Linked DNA regions of Mus musculus: all the other regions are linked to region 3. A link is a contact called in public HiCAR-type and promoter capture Hi-C data. All regions are on one chromosome and are shown on one strand. Each heading gives the region's core, a stretch centred on a gene start, on an enhancer-like site or on the middle of the called end of the contact. The rest is flanking DNA. Distances are from core to core; before and after follow the strand shown.

Evidence for each region. Promoter capture Hi-C pulls out the DNA fragments that hold promoters and counts their contacts. HiCAR-type assays count read pairs that join an accessible place to other places.
Region 1: a HiCAR-type map of astrocytes shows a contact between it and region 3, with 4 times the contacts expected there. The contact joins the promoter of Enox1 here to the promoter of Akap11 in region 3. A contact is called at or near these places in 7 of 39 promoter capture datasets (the 3T3-L1 cell line, embryonic stem cells, hippocampal neurons and 4 more), 1 of 15 datasets of contacts at CTCF or cohesin (large pre-B cells), 3 of 484 Hi-C or Micro-C datasets (embryonic stem cells and granulosa cells), 3 of 115 datasets of contacts at active chromatin or transcription factors (astrocytes, embryonic forebrain and large pre-B cells) and 2 of 9 other capture datasets (embryonic stem cells and macrophages).
Region 2: a contact with region 3 is called in a promoter capture Hi-C map of liver, with 5 times the contacts expected there. The contact joins the promoter of Cnmd here to the promoter of Akap11 in region 3. A contact is called at or near these places in 4 of 39 promoter capture datasets (liver, neutrophils and pre-B cells).
Region 4: a contact with region 3 is called in a promoter capture Hi-C map of pre-B cells, with 4 times the contacts expected there. The contact joins the promoter of Sugt1 here to the promoter of Akap11 in region 3. A contact is called at or near these places in 4 of 39 promoter capture datasets (the C10 cell line, cranial neural crest, liver and 1 more), 1 of 484 Hi-C or Micro-C datasets (rod photoreceptor) and 2 of 9 other capture datasets (adipose tissue and liver).

Annotation. Positions count from the first base shown.
Region 1 is chr14:77,155,387-77,158,086 of GRCm38.p6, reverse strand. Enox1 (ecto-NOX disulfide-thiol exchanger 1) reads right to left here and starts at 1,324. Exons shown (of 19, transcript NM_172813.3): 1 at 1,045-1,324.
Region 2 is chr14:79,660,806-79,663,505 of GRCm38.p6, reverse strand. It overlaps Cnmd (chondromodulin), which reads left to right and starts at 1,323. Exons shown (of 7, transcript NM_010701.3): 1 at 1,323-1,566; 2 at 1,968-2,111. The coding sequence starts at 1,495. Gm41218 (a long non-coding RNA gene) reads right to left here and starts at 573. Exons shown (of 5, transcript XR_874848.1): 1 at 533-573.
Region 3 is chr14:78,535,518-78,538,217 of GRCm38.p6, reverse strand. It overlaps Akap11 (A kinase (PRKA) anchor protein 11), which reads left to right and starts at 1,358. Exons shown (of 12, transcript NM_001164503.1): 1 at 1,358-1,506.
Region 4 is chr14:79,586,363-79,589,062 of GRCm38.p6, reverse strand. Sugt1 (SGT1, suppressor of G2 allele of SKP1 (S. cerevisiae)) reads right to left here and starts at 1,403. Exons shown (of 13, transcript NM_026474.6): 1 at 1,197-1,403; 2 at 1,052-1,109. The coding sequence starts at 1,234.

The DNA.
Region 1 (2,700 bases), core at 75-2,574, 1.4 Mb after region 3:
CAACAAAATTTAAATTTTTTAAAATGTTATAACAGTGGAAGACTGCGGAAGGGGGAGTAAAGCACAATGTGCAATTTGAAGGAATGATACTAGCCGGATTACATACACTGGGATGTGTATGCCATAGAGCTGGGTTTCCCCACCTGTCGACCCCACTTCCCCCATGTGCTCGCTGCGGGATGACAACCACAACACTCCAGAACCACCCCCTCCAAGGAGGCGGGGTTATGAGATCAACCAATCAGAGCCCGCGATCCCGGGTGTCCAACCTATGGGGTGGCCGTGGCCATGCAGGGGTAGGACATAGGGTGGTCCGGGAGGGGCCGCGTCCGTGGGAGGAGTGCACGTGTCCAGAGAGGCGGGGAACCCGCGGGCGTCCAGCTGCCGAGGCGCCGGCCGGGTGTCCAAGTCCGGCTGCCCAGTGCGGTCTTGGACTGGGAAAGGCAGGCGATCGCCCGCAGAGGAAGACCTGTCCTTGTGTCCAGTTCCCAGCGAGAAGGAAAGACACAAATAACAACAATAGTACCTCGCGCAGATCGGGCAGAGAGGAAAGTTTCTGGCCCGCGCCAGAGTAGAGAACGCCAAGGCAGGGAGATGCTATGCAAGACAGGAGGAGGACACTATGGGAAGAACGGAACAACCGGAGGGCTGCGCGGGCAGGACAGGGTCCCGGGTGCGGTCCCCGGGAGGCGAGCGGCGGGGTGCGCTGTCCAAGGTGCAGGGGAGGCGGTTGGTGCGTGGTAGGCGCGGAGCCCGAGCGGACTCTAGCCGGCCAGCGATAAAAAAGAGCGGAGTACATCTGTGTGGGGCGCTGAGCACCCCCGGCTCATAAAAGTGCGGGAGCCCGAGGAGCGTCGGGGAAGGGCGCAGGGGGCTCCCCCACACCGCTGCCTTCCAGCCTCACCTCCAGCTCCGCTCCCCTCCCCCCTCGCCCACTCCCCTCGGTGCCTTGTTCCCCGGCCACGACGGGGGCGGGACCGGGAACCCCCCATGGGCGGCGAGTCCCTACGCCCCGGGGATGCTGCGGGCCGCGGAGCCGCTTACCTGGGGCCGCGGTGCGGGGATTCGAGGCAAGCGAGCGCCGGGCGCGGCGCGGCTCCTCCTTGCCTCGGCGTCTCCTCCCGATCGCGCTTCTGCCGGACTCTGTCCAGGGCGCCGAGCAGCCAGACCCGGCTAGACTGCAGCCTCCGCTCGCGCCGCCGCTGCTGCCGCAGACAGAGGACGCCCCGTGGCGGCTGGAAGCCTGTGTGAGTAGCAGCGCCCGGGAGAGTGGGATCTGCTCAGGGGCGCTGGAGACTCCGCGGCTCGGGGCGCGCGGGCGTGCGCACGCGCGCCTGAGAGTGTGAGTGAGTGTGCGCGCGCGCGCCCAGGAGTGGGGGGAGTCGCGAGGGGCGGGGGAGCGAAGCGGAGAGATGCTCGTAGGGACCGAGGCAAAATTCGTCGCCCCCGGAAATCCGTAAAGCGGTGAAAGGATGGGCGGCCTGTCTGGCCCGAAGAAGCGACTGGCCCGGCGGAGAAACCAGATGAGAGGCGGCGTGGCGCGCTCGAGCTCCGGATCCCGGCCGATCTGGAGCCGGAGGAGCGCTCTGCCACTGATGCTGCACAAGTGGTGCCCACGGCCGAGGATCGCGCTATTCCCTCGGGGGAGGAGCTGAGGCGACTCGCTCGTGCCACTGCTGCCAGTTTGAATTTCTAGGCTGGACGTTCAGGGACTGGTCTTGGTACCCCATGGTTGCCATGGCGACCTTGAAGGCGCCAGGCAGGCGACCGGGGTGCGGGGGGGAACTCGGTGCGTGCAGTGGACTCCAGGATGCTGAGATGCACTGCTCAACCCGGCGCTGTCTAAGGTTGAGCCTGGGCACAGAGGTTTTACCCAGGGTATTAGGATGCCTCAGTGGTGGTTGGGATCGCTCCAGATGAAAATGTTACCTTTTTGTTCTCCTTGGAAGCCACTTTCCCTCAAAGTTAGCCACCTCCATATAGAAGTATTGGCCCTCTCTTTGTTAGGATTCTGCCAACTGTCCCGATACACAAGTAACTCAAAGCAAGCTGAGAACACCTTCATCACCGAGCGCTCTAACACCTTAGAGATTATGACTAAATCCCACTTATCTGTCCTATTCCTGAAAGGTACATCGAGCTGTTGGTATAGTTTTCCATGCTTACTTTAAATAAGCAGACTTTATTCACCCAAGAATTCCTTCCAGGAGTGTAAGGTCCGTGTTGCAGTTGTCATGCTCTTCTTGGCAGGAATCCTCAAGAGCGGGTTAGGGTTTGCACTTTTGCCTGCCCTCCAAGACTTGCACAGCGCCCCTGTACACTGTGTGTTCTCTATAAATGTTGAATGAATGACATTGTTTTCTAGCTTCACATATCCTGAAGGCAGAAACTCAGATGGTGGGAATGTCATTACCATCCCACTAGGCTTGCTTGATTTAAACGTATGCCAGTTCCCTGTGTGAAAGACTATTTTTCCCCTCGGGCTGCCAGGCCCCAGTGCAAAGAAGGAACATAGGAGAAGACTGACCCATTGTGCAAATTTACCAAAAGATTCACGAAAAGAGCACTCAGAAAGGAACTTGGTGGTATAATCTGCCTGAGCAAAGGATAAAGATCCTGGGGACACCTAACCTTCTCAAAAAAGGTCCAAGTCACCGAGTTGCAGATACTTGGCAGTTTCTACACTCCCTTCTACAGAAA
Region 2 (2,700 bases), core at 74-2,573, 1.1 Mb before region 3:
ACACGCATCCACAGGGTGTGCAGACAAAGTGCCTTAGACTGATCACTAGACTCTTTTTGCCATCAAGCTTAACAGTCTAAACACTGTCCCTCCCAACATAGCCCCTCACCCGGTCTTCTGCAATTCTCATAGTCCTGGTAGGTCTGAAATCATCCCCTGAGACTCAGCAGGTGCTGCCAGCTCTGTGGTGACAGTGACAGTGTTTTCCATTCCTCTCTTCCCTTGCAGCCCCACATCCGAGCTCTTAGCCTAAGAGCCACATCTCCACGCAACAATGCCTTTCTTGATCCTTAAACACTCTCCTGCTGCAGCCTTGCACATCCACGGTCCCTCTGCTCAGGACCTCCCAAGCACCAGCCCTCAGTCACTTCTCAGCAGAGAGTTCTAAAACAACTAAATTTCCCAGTGTGAATTGAGGAGCCCTGGCTCCAAGTGAGGTACCACGGAAGAAGACATTTTCTTCAAAGGTGGGTACGTGCCTCAGAGAAAAGCATGCCCGGGACCTCATAAAATCAGGAGCATTGGCCAATACCTGTGCTCCCAGCACTCCAGAGATGGCGGGAGGAAAGTTCAAAGTTTAAGGTCATCCTCAGCTACATATGGAGTTCTGGGTCATCCTGAGCTACATGAGACTGTCAACAACAAAAAAGCAAACCATGTTCTCTGTCCACTTAATGGAGCTATTTACTACATATATGTAAATGATACGTAACCACCTTTTATTTGTTCCTTTGGTCGTAGCCAATCAGTGTTTGGGAAACACATTTTCTGCTGTTTAATCAGTGTGGACTTAACTATAGGCATTTTCTTTCATTCCAGGCTCCCCGTTTCCTCTGCTTCAGGACCCTTCTGCTTTTGCTGCACTGTTGCAGCAATTAAACCCCTCCCTTAGAGGACCCAGTGGCAAAGGCCATCTCCAACATTCTGCCCCATGCTCTAGTTCCAGGGGAGTCCAGCAGTTCCCACCTCCAGCGGAAACCCTAGTAGAAAGGGTATCTTAACATTGGCACTTGAGACAGGCCCCCCATCTCTCATCACACTCCCCTCTCATTCTGCTTCCAGGGCCCCTTGGAGAAATAGGCTCCAGCCAGTGTCACACTGCAAAGCCCTCTGATACTCTAAGAAATCCTGGCAAGCTAGTAACTGGGGGTGCTGGTGGGGTTCCAAGGCTCAACATCCCTTACATACTCAAACCTGTCTGGATGTCCCTCTGGGTTTTTGGAGGGGAGAGAGTGATGGGGAGGACACATCTGAGAACACAGGATAAGCTGAGTAGGCTGCTCCAGGGTGGAGGGAAGAGGGAGGGGAGAGGTGAGGTGCTGGAAGGGGTGGGGACAGAAGGGCTGGCCAGAGCAGGACGCTGCTGTTGCTGCTGCTGCTGCTCCTGCTGCTGCTGTTGTACAGGGGGCATTCGTTGTAGGGACAAGAGGACAGTTGGAACAGTTAGGACAGTGGGATAGGGTCTTCGCGTATCTTACTTCTCCATCTTCAGCCATGACAGAGAACTCAGACAAAGTTCCTATCACCATGGTAGGGCCTGAGGACGTTGAGTTTTGCAGTCCCCCGGTGAGTACCTCCTGGGTCCCCAGGACTGCTGTGGAGTAAGTCCAGACACAGAGACCCCGGCTTCCTGTGGGTGCCAGGTCCACTTCTGGGATCAGGGATTTGGGCCTTTGGATGTGTGGTGATGAGGGAATCAAATGAGAATGTCCAGTGTGGGGGGAGAGTGTCAGGGTACAGAGGATCCACCACAGGCGTGGAGCAGAGGGTGCAGTACTAGGGGGCCGGCCTAGGGAAGAGTCTGCTATGGTACTTCCATGTCTGAGGACAAGGGACACTCGCAAGGCAACCTCTGAGTGTTCTTGGGGCCAAGGTTTCCTACTCCAGTCCTCGCGGTTCCCCCGGGACAGGATGCAGGGATCGCGAGTGTGGGTGGCACGGCAACCAGTCCATCTCCTGCCCCGCAGGCGTACACCACCGTCACCGTGAAGCCCTCCGGGAGCCCAACACGGCTGCTCAAGGTAGGAGCTGTGGTCCTCATTTCTGGCGCGGTACTGCTGCTCTTCGGGGCCATCGGGGCCTTCTACTTCTGGAAGGGGAATGACAATCACGTAAGTTCAACGAGTGACTCCCCAGTTGGGATGCAAGGGCCGCCAGGTGCGCAGGGTGGCCGAACCCCTAGGTGGAGCCAGAGCGCTGCTCGGCCAGCGGGCACAGCCTGCTGCTCCCTTTGGTCCCCTTGGTTCTCTTGGACACCTCCCTTCTCAGGTCTAGCCTAAAGTGGGTACAGGGTACAGGGTAGGCAAGCTCAGGGTTCCTAGGCTGAAAACAGAAACGGGGACTGTTCGAGAACGCCCTGGACACTGTGGGAAAAGCCATTTTCTGCCATCCCAGCCTAACGCAGCTTACCAAGCAGTTGTGAGGCAGTGGGTAGGGCACGTGACCTCTCTGAGCTTCTTCTCCAGAAAGAAAGAAATGAAAGTAAATGATCCTTGATGCCTGTCCCAGCTGAGGAAAGCCATAAATTTAAATAGGACAAAGGGTAGAAAGAATATTCAATCCTACAGCTGAGGGAAACTCTTTTAACAAGAAAGTTCTCCTGTTTGTGACCTATTTATTCATTCTCCCTATTCTGTGTTAAAACAAAAAGTCAGACTTCCTTAGAGGTAACAAATCTCTTTTAAGAATCAGTGTGCTCAC
Region 3 (2,700 bases), core at 109-2,608:
CGCTTAGGGCTCTGACTTAACACATTTTGGAGACTGTCAAGGTCATTGGAAATTGGTTCTCACAGGATTGTCTTTTACCTGGACGAGTTCCTTGTTGTTTCAGCTTCCGTAAAATTCACTCTCTACAGGGAAGAGCTTACTAGTTTTTTGTTTTTTTTTTTAAACTAATTGTTATTGTTCCCCCCTTTAAGAGGTCAAAGCTTTTCATTGTAGACTAAACTCCCAGTTCTTTTCTTGGTTGATGAAGCAGTAAGGGATCTAGCCTCTATTATCATCCCAAGTTTATTTCTTGTTATTCAAATGTGCTAGATTAGATCCGGATTTGGGGCTTGTGAATTATTCTACTTTCTGCTAGCGATGTAGGGCTGCTATCCAAATCACTGCCTGAATCTTTCCTCCCACAAGGGCACCACCCCCAAGCAGTGGCCCAATTGTAACCACCACCATCAGATGATGATAATCTGCGAGTTAACACCTACAGATATCCACCCCCTCCCCCAACCCGGCCCCAGCTCTCAACAACCTAATCTATTTGTCTTCATAGTGTTCAATAGACAACCTGGAATTATGCCTAAAACGTGTAAGGAAAGCAGCCAAAAGCTGTTGAAGAGAACGAAGATATGACTGTACTCTTTCTTGTCTCTCTCCCCTAAAGAGGATAAAACAAATAAGGAGCATCTACTTCAAAATGTCCTTCTCATCTCTCGGCCAGTTTGAGGACCGTATGTCCTTGAGGAGACCATGCAACATGACTGCACCGATTCCTCTGATTTAAACAGGAATCACACAGCTTGTCACCCAAGGCTAGGCTTCTTGGTGGTCAAAGCCTTATTTTCCAATTTCAATGGCCCGTGGGGTTGGGAAGTGCACTGCCCTTTAGACTGACTCCAGAGGTTCCGATTGGGCCCAAGGCTTCCTCAGTGGTTTCCCCTGATGATGTTGGGAACCGGGCAGACCCATTCTGAAGGATGGGCTGTGTCTGGACCCCTGATGTCGTGGGCTGCCACTGGCTGTGGGAAACCAGCCCCAGGAAGGTCTAAGGGTGGCGGATGGGATGCCAGCATCCTGGGCTCGGGCGCTTGCCAGAGGAAAGGGTTAAGCCGTTCCCAAGGCAACGCACCAGGAAGCGCGCAAGACGTCAGCCGAGAGTTCGTAGGTCAGCTCGAGGTTTAAAGCTCCCACGGGCCGAGGGCCGCCTGGCCAATGGAGAGGGCGCCTCCGCGTCACGTGACGGGCGACCCGCAGCTTTGCCCTCCAGAGCACGTGGGAAGATATTTTCCCCCCACCCCTTGTTCCTTTTGCGCGGGCTCGGCCACGGGGTCGTTCTCGCGAGAGGTGCGACGGCTCTCGCGAGAGTGAGTGGGCGGCGTGGGGAGGCGGCGGCGGTGGCGTCGCGGGCTGGGGCGGGCGAGGGGGAGCGCCGCTGCGCTGCGGCTCGCGCCACCGGGCGTTGCGGGCCGTGACGGGAGGCTGACATGCCCGGGAGCTGAGAGGCTGTGCCGCCTGGTGAGCGGGGCAGGGAACCGGGAGCCAGAGGGCCGGGTCCAGACTGCGGCCGGGCGCCGTGGCCTCGCTGCGTGGGGCGCGGGCGGGAGGACGGTGCACTTTGTCCTCCGCAGCAGCATCCTTCCCTGTCAGCGTCCGAACCCAGGTCCCCGGCGCTGCCCTAACCCCAGATGCCGCTGTTTGCATCGCTGTCACGTCGCCTCCAGGCTGGCCAAGCATCCGAATTGCGCTATCAAATAGAAAATGGGCTGGCCAGACCACAGTGACAGTACAGTCTAAACCCCTGGTATAGCTTGGTGACAGTCCTTTAGCTCTGCCTACGGTCTTTAAAAAGAAAAGAAAAGAAAAAAAAACCCTATTAGTTGGAGGTGGCTTAGCTTTAGGCATTAAGGCATTTTGCGGTGAGCAATACTGCTGAGACACATCGCTAATGGCCTTGGCGCATACTGGAGTTAATATTCGCAGTTCTTTTATAGCCTTGTGATTATCCATTTGCTTCTAAATCGCTTGTTTTCCTTTGCATCTTTCTCACCTTGTTAGCAGTGTTATTTATATTGGTACTCAATTTTGTTATGTATGAAAATATATAAAATAAGGGCATCAGGAAAGATGGAGTATTTATTCATGCAAAGGTGATTTTGTTTTAATGTCTTTGTGTTTGCTTGGTGTGTGTGTGTGTATGTGTTGGTGTGTGTGCTGGTAAAAGGCAGCCTAGTATGATTGATGTCATTTTCAATAGTCCCACCTAATCTTTCAAACTATAGAAGCATTTTTTTCAAGGAATAACCTGGTTATTCATACTTGATTGTGTTTTCCAGGCAGGATTGTGAATCATAGGTTGGCAGTAAATTAAGCAATTAGTTGTGTAGTTAGTAACTGACTTATGAGGGATGAAGGGATATGAGGGAATTGGGGAAGACGTGGGTTTATAAGCTGAGCTGTGGCTAATGTAGATAGCTACAGAACTGCTCAACTGATCTGCCTGGAAAGGAATTGGCAGTATATACTCTGTGCCCAGTGATGTTTCTCAGTTGTTGAAGATTCTGAAGTTGGAGGCCCAGAACTGTAGTGAGAGATTTGCTAGCCTTCTCAAGCCTCTGAATTCCAGGGCTTCGTCAGGGAAACAGAAGAAAATCCTTTGGGAGAAAGGATGGTACATTTTATTTTAATTCCAAAGACTTAGTGTCTGGGAAA
Region 4 (2,700 bases), core at 154-2,653, 1.1 Mb before region 3:
AATTCTGGCCATACTGGAACTCTCATGGTAGACCAGGTGGGCCTCAAACTCAAGAGATCCACCTGCTTCTGCCGCCCAAGCACTGGGATTAAAGGTGTGCGCCAACACCAGCAGGCTCTCTAATACCGCGCTATCAAACCTCATGATCACTCTGTAGACCTAAGAATACAAAGCGGAGCTTGTAACATTAAAACAACAATGTAGCTATCCTAGTCTGCTAGTCTCTACAAAAGTGATTTCTCTAAGGCTCAAAACATAAAAATGTTTCCTTTTTTCCAGCGGGGGAGCTCTGAAGTGTCGGGAAGAATTTCACACATCCCAGGCTAGCCTCAACTCACAAAGTAGCTGAGGATGACCTTGAATTTCTGACCCTAGGGCATTCACCGCCTGAGTACCAGGATTACAGGCCTGTACCACCATACTTGACATGTGCCGATAACTCTCTGGAGTCCAGCCAGCGCTCCTAAGAAACATCCGTACAAAGCTAGTTTGTTCTAGACTTCACCTGAAATGGCCCAAAAGCAAATCATATAATACTAAAATGTAGGCAGGGTTTATTTACTGATACATCCCAAGAACTCGCAGGATCCAAAGTTTAAGGCCAGCCTAGATAAAAAGCGCGGTTTTATAAACAACTGTATAAAGAACAACCACAGTCATCTGTAAAGTGGAAGGCACAGAGGGAAAATGTTCTTTAGTAAATTTAATTAAGGACACTTAACAGTACCTGACATATAAGGGCAAACATAACTGTTAAAGTAAAAAATTGATACATCAAGCCCTATTTTCGCCTTTTCCTTGATCATAAATGCCATTATAAGTGCAACCACAGACAGTAACTATGTTTCCAAGAAATAAATGGGAGGGAGGTGCCCTCATCGGGAGCTTGTGGAGAGGAAGGGCAAGATCTATGGCAAAGGTATTAAGGAGACAAAGAGATTAAGTATCTTAATTTTGGGACTTAGATACATTGTAGCTTTGCTCCCACGAAGGTAATGCCGGGAAGAGGAGGGGTCTGTAGGGACCCAACAGTCCCAGTGAGCTCACTCACCTCTAATGCTGCCTGGGGATCCCCGTCGATCAGAGCATCTGAGAAGCTCTGGAAAAGCCTGCCAAGAAAACAACGACTTCAGCAGGTCTCTCTAATCAAGGAAAGAATAGAAAGACAAACAGCAAAGGTGAAGAAAATCACGCACCGCTGGGACGATGCAGGTCCTGCTGCAGCTGCCGCCATCCCTAGGAGTCAAGAAAGCTTCTGCCTGAGCGTTTCTACCTTGGTTACCAGCTCCGCCGCCGCCCAGGAAGGGAAAACTTCTAAAGAAACCCCAACTGAGCTTCCGTCCTCCGTAGCCAATCAGCGGTCGCGCAGCATGCAGCCGCGGAAAAGGAGGCGAAGGGTGGGCAGGTAGGCGCGGGGCCGGCTGGGAAAGAGGAGGAAACGCTCTCCGGCCCCGCCCCTACCCGTGACGCAGCCAAGCCCCCGCCCCGAGGGCGTGGCCGTGAGTCCCGCGCCCCGCCGTACGCCCGTGGGGGATCCGGCATGGCTTGTAAGCTTTGAAATATTGTCTCGGAGCCCACTGTAAGGTACTGGGGATCCGTCGGGAGGTAGTTCTGGCTTCGCTAAGGAGTGTCACGTTAAGCTCCGTTTACTCCGGTTTTCATCATGGCTACCGCCGGCGGCCAAGTTGTGCGTGACGTCACTCGTGGCAGCCAGGTCTTTTCCGGCAGCAGAGCCCGGGATGGCGCATCAGTTCGCATGACTCTCTCCGTGGAGAACCCGGACGGCCTGGCTCGCCGGAAGTCACGTTACCGGCATGGAGGACGGAGTTTTCCGGAGGGCCTGCCAGATGCCAGAGCTCCACACCCCAAGCTTCCTTCCTAAGTCGGCTTTCCAAACCAAGAAAAGCCTGTTTCACAAGCACCGCGTGGATGAAAGTGACCTATAGCTAATGGTCTTATTGCTGCTTTGTGTTCTAAGTAACCAGTAAGCCCCCCGTCCCCCGCCGTCCTTAGAGCCAAACATCACACTAGGAAGTTTCCTGCGAATTCTTTGAAACTGAGTGGTAAGGGGCAACAGGAGGGAGTGGCAGTTATAGGTTCACCAAACTTGATTTAAAAGCTCTTGATAACGCTCAGTAACTCGTTTTACCAAGTCTGTTTTAGTAGGTGAAATGATTGAAGTGGTCGTTGGCTTCCTCAAACAAGATATATATAAGACCTCAGTCTGGAAACATGACAGTCCACGAAGAAAAAGAAATTACAGTTCAGGCATTTGTGTACATATCCCCACTGTTAAACTCGCCCACTTTTCTGAGTTCTAACTTTAAAAGACCTAAGTTTTGTCTTCCCCACTTTTCTAGCACGTTTTCCATACTGGCCAAACGCCTAGTTGTGCTTGCTAGCTATCGTGGGTATTATAATTTTTTGTTACAACCTCAACCTACCAATCAATCACCCCTTGCAGATGCAAAAAATAACGGTGGGAGGACGTTTGAAAATACAGAGAAACTTGAGCCCATATTCAAGATGGAGAAACGGAGGTTACAAAGATTTAAGTATGTATGGGGTCATCAAGAGATGGAAGTGTGGAATACTACAAAGTTTAAAGTGTAACACATTTGCCACCTGTAGGTATATCCCATCTGTATTGTAAATGGGTTGTTTGAAGGGGGGGGGGGGTCGAGCCGGGGCGGGGAAGGG